2 separate regions of the Sus scrofa genome follow, and region 2 is linked to region 1. Evidence: chromatin contacts called from public Hi-C data. All regions are on one chromosome and are shown on one strand. The core of a region is the stretch at or near the end of the contact, and the rest is flanking DNA. Distances in the headings are between cores, read along the strand shown.

The links. Hi-C and Micro-C count contacts between places; a contact is called where the count stands out from the background.
Region 2: a contact with region 1 is called in a Hi-C map of retroperitoneal adipose tissue, with 2.2 times the contacts expected there. The contact joins the promoter of EPN2 here to the promoter of B9D1 in region 1. A contact is called at or near these places in 1 of 5 promoter capture datasets (liver), 5 of 47 Hi-C or Micro-C datasets (alveolar macrophages, embryonic fibroblasts, liver and 1 more) and 1 of 2 datasets of contacts at active chromatin or transcription factors (skeletal muscle).

The regions. Positions count from the first base shown.
Region 1 is chr12:60,160,745-60,165,111 of Sscrofa11.1, forward strand. B9D1 (B9 domain-containing protein 1) reads left to right here and starts at 1,912. Exons shown (of 7, transcript XM_021067970.1): 1 at 1,912-2,052; 2 at 3,342-3,410. The coding sequence starts at 1,990. It overlaps LOC110256121 (polyserase-2-like), which reads left to right. Exons shown (of 3, transcript XM_021067968.1): 3 at 1-1,329. The coding sequence ends at 551. It overlaps LOC110256123 (a long non-coding RNA gene), which reads right to left and starts at 1,826. Exons shown (of 2, transcript XR_002337393.1): 1 at 1,126-1,826.
Region 2 is chr12:60,247,639-60,252,005 of Sscrofa11.1, forward strand. EPN2 (epsin-2) reads right to left here and starts at 1,901. Exons shown (of 8, transcript XM_021067960.1): 1 at 1,471-1,901. The coding sequence starts at 1,487.

The sequences.
Region 1 (4,367 bases), core at 662-3,161:
CACGAGAAGGGGCGCTGGCACCTGCTACGCCTTCCAGGGGCACTGGGCCCTCTCTGGGCCCCTCCCTGGGGCTGCTGTCCCCCATCTCAGTGGGCCTGTCCCTGAGACAGCGAGAGTCCCACAGAGGATGGAGCTGTATGAGACGGGGCTGGGGGCCAGGAGAAGCCCAGCGGGGGCTCTTCTGGGGCCAAGCTGCTGAGGGTCTGCCCCATGCCGCCACGTGCAGACCCCCACGCCCCACCCCCAAGGCTGGAGAGCACCCCCCTGAGGCTGCTGCACACCAACACCTGCAGAGACACCTTCCGCCTCCAGCCCGACTGTCCGGACCTGCAGGCCCTCCTGCCCAAGGGCTCCCGGTGCGCGATCGCCCCCACCGGCCCAGCCCAGCTGGTGGTGAGGATTCCAGCCGGGACCTGAGACGTGCCCCCACACACCCTGCAGACCCTCCTAAAGCCACCAGACCTGGTCACCTCTCACTCTCCCTTGGGCTCCCACCCCTCCCCGATCCGCCCCCAGGGGAGGCTCCCCCTTCCGTTTCTGTGCGAGGCTGAAACTACTGGGAGCCCCCGGCTGCCTGGCAACCGCAAGCAGGGTGCTAAAAACCGACTTGTGTGACACCCCAAGGCCACAACGAGAAGGGAAGAGCTGCACCAGGGCGGGAGCATCTGTGCAGAAGCGTTTTAACTGCAAAGGGAGCGGGTGGGGCGGGGGAGGCAGGTGACCCAGGCCTGGGGAAGCGGACTCCCAGGCCCGCCTCGCCTCGGAGGTGTGAATGCTAGCATCTTTGCTCACCTGGGTGGGGTAGGGGGGTCCGTGGGCCTGGCTGGCCGTGACCACGCCTTCCCTCCCCCACACAGGTGTCTGATGGGAGCCCCCTGGTCTGCTTCCAAGCTAGCAGCTGGCGGCTGGAGGGTGTGATGACCTGGGGTCCCTGCTCCCGGCCTGGCCTCCCTGAGGTCTACACACGTGCCTGTCCCCTCATTTCTTGGATTCGGGAGACGGTCTCCAATGCCACCTTCGATACCTCAGCCAAGATGCACTCTTGGGACCGGCCCAGGACCAGGCAGAGGAGGCAGTGAGGGTCCTTCGGGAGTTCTGGGTTTGAAACCTGGCTCAGCTCCTTACCTGCTGCTGCGATGGTGTCCCAGTCACCTCCCTTCTGAATCTGCTTCCTCTTTTGTGCAACGGAGATGTATTCAATTATTCAGTCGTTCCACAGCTGCCACATGCTCCCTACACAAGGTTGCTACAGCCCCTGTGCTCATGGAGTCTGGGGGGCGAGGCGAGCATTAGCCAGCGCTCTCACAATAATAAATGTGCAAATGCGAACCGTGACGGGTGCTTTAGACGGACCGCCCGGGGCGGCCAGGATCCTGGCAGAGCCCGGTGCTGGGGCTCACATCACCCCGGCGCAGGTGCCGGAGGGACCAGGTGCGGCCCCTCCATGGCTTGTGTCCCGGCCTCGCTTCGCCTCACTCGGAGGAGCGCTAGCTTGGATTTAAGGATTCTCGAGGTCCCTCCACTGTTTGTTTAATAAACTTTTGGGGGCGAGGGTCTCAGACGCCACGAGGGAGCATCCGTTGACCTGACGCAGGAAGCTGCCTGGTCGCATGGCGACTCTCGTAACCCGGGCCCGGACCCGGTCCATGGCGGCCTGGCCCTTAAGCCCCACGCGCGCTGGTTGTCGTCTCCGGCCGGGCTGGGGAGGGCAAGTACGAGTGGACACGCACTCCCCGCGGAGTAACCGGATCCGGCGACAGGCCGGGTGGCGCCTGACCCCTCACACTCCGACGGGCGCCCTGCGCCGACTGTCCCCGCGCCCGGGGGAACTCCTCCCGCCGCGGAGCCCCGCCTCTCGCCGCCCCGCCCCGCCCGCGCCTGCGCGCGCGCCCTCGCGAAGCTCCTGCGTCCGGGAAGCTTGTCCCGCGCGCTACACCGTCCGTCTCCAGGGCAACCCGGCGCCTCCTAGCAACCGAGCGCAGCCCTGCCATGGCGGCCGCGGGGCCTAGCGTCTTCCTGGTCATGGTGAACGGGCAGGTGGAGAGCGCCCAGGTGAGCGGCCGTGGACCCCACGGGCCGCCCTTGTCCCTCTGGGACCCCTGGCCCCCGTGGCCGGCCCGCGGAGCCACGCCAAGCCTGCGGGGGAAGGCGAGGGAACCCGCGTGGGAGACCCTTGGCGCGAGGACGCGCGGACCCTCCGTCCCCCGTGCGGTGTGGAAACAGGTCTGGGGGTGAGCGAGGCCGAGGCCACAGTCGGCCGAACTCGCGGGGAGTCCGGGGCAGGGGCCTCCACCTCCGGCGATCCGTGCGGGTCGGTGCGCGGCGAGGCCCCGCACGCGCGGCGCTCAGGTCCTTGAACGTGGGTTGGAAGGGAGGAGACCTGCTCGACCCGACGCAGCGGTGGCGGCGGGCTGCCGAGGCCTGGGGGGCGGTGTGCCCGTCGGAAGGCAAGGGACCTACCCCCCATCCACCCTCCTCGTCATAGGAACCCTTTTGTTATTTCTGTGTATCGGACGCAGTATAAGCCAGACTCCGTGCCCAGCATCGCGCAGTCAAGGCTCCCATCCCCACTTACACGTGGGAAAACATGCCCAAAAGGAAGGGGCAAGACTGGGATTTGAAGGCTAGCCTGCCCTTCGAGGCTGTTTTAAAAACGTGATTGCATTGTGAGGGCTGAGGTAGTTTAGGTGAAGCTCTGCCAGGGCCTCAGTGGGCATCTCCTGCCTTCCTGTTCCGCCACGATGCTGCGCCATGCTCCCACCCTGTCCACCCCGCTCCTTGGCCTAGTACCCAAGACCAACTTCCCCACTCTTGCTCTGTCCCCTCGGGGGCCCTCATCTGGTGCCTGTGCTCCCAGCAGCCACCCGTCCCCACGCTTCCTCCCACTCTGCGTGGGACCCTGCGCTGGGTCATCAGCCCCACCCAAGCCTCTGCCCTGGGTCCTGGTAGCACCTTTCACCTCAGCACCATTTCCTTAGACCCCTGTTGTACTCACCCCCGGGGCCAGGAGCTGGGGACACGGAAAGCGCTGATTTGCCCCTTGTTCACAGTCTATTGGAGGTGGCAGAAATAAACACAGTCAATAAAATATATTGAAAGAAAGTCAGGCAGTGCCGTGAGGGAGGGAAGCCCTGGGGGCTGCAGGAGCCAGGAGGTGGTCCGGAGGACAGCCTGCAAGCTGGACCCTCCCTGAAGGGGGAGCAGGAAAACTCGGGGTGGACAGAATGCTGTCTCTCAGCCTCGCAGGTGCCTCGCGCTCAGGGTTCCTGGTGGCGCACCTGCCTCACGCAGCCAGTCCAGGCACGCGCCCCTGAAAAGGGAACCTGTGTGTTTACTTCCAGTTTCCCGAGTACGACGACCTCTACTGCAAGTACTGTTTCGTGTACGGCCAGGACTGGGCGCCCACGGCGGTAAGCTGGGCCCCTAGCCTCCCAGCCGCCACGACTGCTGTGGTCTCCAAGGCTCCTTCACCCCGTTCCCTCCCAGTTCGGCTGTGTCTCGGGGAGAGGCAAGCATGTGTGCGCTCCTGGTGGAGCTGGGGCAGAGCAACCCCGCTGGCCCCAGCACGTGCCCCGCCCTGGGACTCGCGCCTGGCTGCGGAGAGGGACACGTGGGCCACGCCACACGCAGACCCGAGAGAGCTGGCCTGGAGGCGGCCGAGTGGCAGACCCTCAGCTGGTCCGTCCTTGCTCAGCCTGCACCTCTCTCCTGTGTGCGGGGTCCCAGGTTGAGGACGCAGGGACCCAGCTTAGCCTCTCTGAGCCTGTTCCCTGTGCGCCCTGGGCGGTACCTGGAGGGTCTCGGGATGGGACCCGTGGGAACGAGGCCAGGCCAGCCCCGCTTTGCCTGGCTGCCCTGCTGGAGGGGGAGACAGACACTGAGCAGTGAATTCCGCAGTCTGCTGGGGGCGGGGGGCAGCGCTGAGGGGACATGAAGCCAAGAAGCTGGGGGATGCGGGAGAGGCCGGGAGCCTCCCCGAGATGGTAACTGCGCACAGAGCTGCAGGGGTGAGGTGCAAGCTCGCGGAGGGCAGTGGGAGGAACTTGCCAGGGGGAGCACAGGGGAGCTGGAGCCTTCAAGGAACAGCGAGGGGCCAGTGTGGCCAGTGCCAGAGGTGGCGGGGCCGCGGCCAGGCAGGTCTCCAGGGCATCTTGGAGCAAGGACCCCCTCAGAAGCATTGATCAGAGAGAAAAAGGGGTCTGACTTGTGTTTTTTAAAAAATCCCTGATCAGGAGTTCCTGTCATGGTGCAACGGAAACAAATCCGACTAGGAGCCATGAGGTTGCGGGTTTGATCCCTGGCCTTGCTCCGTGGGTTAAGGATCCGGCGTTGCTGTGAGCTGTGGTGTAGGTTGCAGACTCGGCTCA
Region 2 (4,367 bases), core at 651-3,150, 87 kb after region 1:
TGGGGCCGCGTGTGTCTCTGCTCAGAGCAGGACCAAGTTCAAGATCTCTTTATCTGCGGCATGTGGCTGAGGCACTCGAGGGGCCTTAGAGACCCAGAGGATCTGGAGCCAGACTGTTCCATCCCTGCGGTGTGGCTCCGGACAAGCCACCTCCCTCTCTGAGTCTCAGGCTTTTCACCTGGAAACAAGGGATCAACCATTGCTTTTCCCTCGCGGTACTGTTGTGGGATTAACTTCTCTAATAAACACCTTCAGCACTTAGGAAAGATCCCCGAATATAGAACCATCAAAACAAACAAAAATCATTACTATTCTCATTGTCCTCATTGCCGACATGGTCCCTGGAAGCTGTCCCTGCAGAAAGCGGGCGGGGCACCCAAAGAGCCAGTCCTTCAGCTGGCCTTGGACCCAGGACGGAAGGAGCCTCCCACCATCCTGAGAAATCTGCTCTCCAGGGGGTGAGCCTGAGGCCTGGGGAGAGGCAGCCCCTGCCAGCCCACCCCCTCTTCTCCCCAGGCTCAGGAGGCGGTCCCCTCAGCTTCTCCCCCAGTGACCACAGACCTCCCAGGCCGGCAGGCAGCGCCTCGACCTCTGACCTGCAGGGACCCCAGGCGGTGGCAAGAGAGCGGCTCTGCCATCATCACCCCTCCAGGGAGAGCAGGGGAGAGGGCGCTGAGTAGGCCCTGGGCACTCCCTTGCAGGCGATGGCTCCCACGGTGCAGGCCCTCTGCTCAGATGGCTCAGAGCAGGTGGGGGCACAGGGGCGGGGCGGGGGTGGGGTGGGGCCGGTGCGGGAGCGCCCCTGTCCCAGGCAAATCAGCAGCGGAAAAGCTAAGGGCTTTTAAGGACAGGGCACGGGGCCTCCCCTCCTCGCGGCTCCGGAGCGCATCAGCTCCGGGGGCCACTCGTGTGGTCCCAGCAGATCCCCGGCCGCCGTCGGCCGAGGCGTGCCCTGCTTCCCCAGCCTGGGGAGCCGCCCGGGCCCTCGACGTCCCTCCACCTGCGCCCCCCGCCCTTCGCCAGCGCCACCTCCCCCTCAGTGTTCGGGACACAGTTTCAAAAGTCACCTCCTGGGACACCTGCCCTGAGCCTGCCTCCCTCCGCAGGCTGGCAAAGGTCTTCCTGCTCCGGGGGAGCCCGCCCCGGCCCGGGTCTCCCCGGCCCGCCCGGCGCCGACCCTCAGCCCCTTTTCCGCGGGGTCCGCCCGCCCGCCCGGGGCGCCAACGCGCACCGGCAGCGCCCCCTGCCGGCGGCTCCCGCATCACAGCGCCCTCTGCCCGCCGGGGTGGCCGCCCCGCCCGGGGCCCAGGCCCCCAAACGAGACAAGACCGGAACGAGGCAAGAGCGTCAGAGGCCTGGGCCTGAGGCCACAGACCCTGCCCAAGCCCCTGCCCTGCCTCCAAGTCACGTCAGCACATCTCTGCCCTCCCGAGCCTGTTTCCCCGCCTGCAAAGCCCGTCCCCCAGTCACCTCCATCTCCGGAGCATCCGCTGGTGCTTCGCGCTGAACCCGGCCCTGAGAAGTCGGCACAGCCCAGGATGGGCAAAGTCACGGCCTCAGGACCCAAACAGAGCAAAGAGGGGGTGGGGGCCCCACGGCGGCCGAGGCCACGCTCTGGGTCGGGGGCTGGAGGCGAAGACGTCGGAGCCTAGCAGGCTCACCGCCCGCGGCGTCTCTCCTCCCGGTTCCCCACGGCTGCTCGGCTGGTTCCTCCTCCTCTCGCCGGCCCGTTACCGTCGAGGCGCCCCAGGCCTCACCTCCGCTGCACGAAGTCCCGCGGTGACCTCCGTCTAGAGTCTCTAGACTCACGGCCAGTTGGGCCCCGACGGTTCCTAAGTTTCGCCTCCACCCCAGGCTCCTGCACCCAACACCCCACATCCGCAAACTCGCCCGGAGTCCCTCCCGGACCCACCGCACAGCACAGGGGCTTGGGCAGGGTCTGTGGCCCACGGGACTCTGAGCCACGCCTGCGCTCCTCCTGGCCCCCAACAGCCTCCACCTGGACTAGAGCGGTGCCGCCTCACCTGCCTCCTTCCTCCACCTGTGTCTCCAATCTGGGACCCCCCCCCACCTCAGAGCTCATCCCTTGGGCCTCCCAGGACCCTGTCTGGGCTCCCAGCTTGCTCCCAGTTCGTAGGGCCTCTGACCTCTGACCTTCTGTTGGGTCTGAACCTTCCTAAAGTAGGAAGCCCTCTTTTTTTTTTTTTTTTTTTTTTTTTGGCTTTTTTTTTTTTAGGGCTGCACCTGCAGCATGTGGCAGTTCCCAAACTAGGGGCCAAGTCAGAGTTACAGCTGCCGGCCTATACCACAGCAACGCCAGATCCTTTACCCCCTGAGTGAGGACAGGAATTGAACTTGCATCCTTTATTTATTTTTTTGTCTTTTTGCCATTTCTTGGGCCCATCCCGCGGCATATGGAGGTTCCCAGGCTAAGGGTCGAATCAGAGCTGTAGCTGCCAGCCTACGCCACAGCCACAGCAACTCAGGATCTGAGCCGCGTCTGCGACCCACACCACAGCTCATGGCAACGCCGGATCCTTAACCCACTGAGCAAGGCCATGGATGGAACACCGCAGCCTCATGGTTCCTAGTTGGACTCATTAACTGCTGAGCCATGATGGGAACTCCCAGGAGGGCCTCTTTAAGCAAAAGAATGCAGCCTTACAATTACAAAATGAGGGAACCTGGGGAGAGTCAGAATGGCAGAGGGTGGTTTTAACGACTTGTGATAACAGCTTGCTTGCCTGGTGCGGCCTCTTGGGAAAAAGCAGCTTGGTGGTACCTCTCCAAGCCCAGCACACGGCCTCTGCATCAACCCCCAACAGACACATGTTCTAGAACGTTCATGGCTCTCTTCCTAATAGCCTCCCACCACCCCCACCCCGACCCTGGCCACGTGGCCTCCCAGCTGCCTCTAAATATTCTTTTTAATTTGCAGCTTCTGAATAGGCACAAAAAAAGGGTGAGTCCCTATGTACCACAATCCAGCTTCCATTCCCACCAACATTTTTTTACATGTGTGCATCTACCCACCTTTGAGCATTTAAAAAAATAAAGTAGATTGAATAAAATAGAAAACATCCGAAAAAGAAGGGTATTCTTCTGAAAAATGTTTGCCTCATCTTTGTGTCTCTCCTGTGTCGGAATATTAAGATGTGTTTGAAAAATGCTTTTCTGATACTTGGTTAATCTCGCTTTTAACATACCTTTTTTCCTTTTTCGGGCTGCACCTGCGGCATGTGGAGGTTCCCAGGCTAGGGGCAGAATGGGAGCTGTAGCTGTGGCTGTGACGGACCCGAGTCACATTTGCAAACGACGCAGATCCTTAACCCACTGGGGGTGGGCAGGGATCAAACTGGCGTCCTCACCGAGGGCAACGCCGGGTCCTTAACTGGCTGAGCCACAACCGAAACTCCTAGTCTTCCTTTTGAACAAAGAGCAGGCCATGCACTTTTTTTTGGTGATAAACAGTCTCCAACAGCATTTCATAACCTTTTCTCATTTTTATCTCAGTTTCATTGTTATGATGTATAAAGTGACACAGATGTTTCCACTTAAGAAGAGCAGTATGGGGAGTTCCTGCTGTGGCTCAGCCAGTTAAGGACCTGACCTAGTGTCCCTGAGGATGCAGGTTCCGTCCCTGGCTTCACTCAGTGGGATAAGGCTGTGGGGTAGGCCAGCAGCTGCAGCTTCAATTCGACCCCTAGCCTGGGAAGCTCCAGGTGCAGCCCTAAAAAGACAAACCAAAAAAAGCCATCTGTTCATGGAACAAATTTTTTTTTTGTCTTTTGTCTTGTTAGGGCTGCCCCCGAGGCACATGGAAGTTCCCAGGCTAGGGGTCCAATCAGGGCTACAGCTGTCCATGGAACAATTTTAAGTTTTATTAAGCAGTAATAGTTTGAGGATTGGGGGGGTGAAAATCTGAGAGTGGCAGGAGAACGACGCGAGGGAAAGGCTTCGGACCTTGGCCTGGCCCAGGCCCCAGTGTGGGACCCCCGGCCGGGTGGCTCTGCCCCTGCCTCCCCGTCCCCCCAGCCCCCAACCCCATAGGCCCTGCCTCACTTCTCAAGAGGAAGGCGGCCTGCAGTTCAGAGAGTCGCCGCGAGAGGGCAGGCGCACACGCCGGCAGATGCCGACGGAGGGGCTGCCAGGGACGCGGGCAGAGAAGCGGCAGCGGCCCGGCAGCCTCGGTTCGATCCCCGGTTCCTCGGCTCCCCAGGCTGCCTTTTAATCCCTCCCCCAGTAAAACAGGTTATCTGTAAAGAACAGATAACCTGAATATAAGATATAGTTTATGAGCCCCTTTCCCTCCCCAGCTTCATCTCAAATTGGAACTGTGAACCTCCAACAAGGGCTGTGAGCTAGAA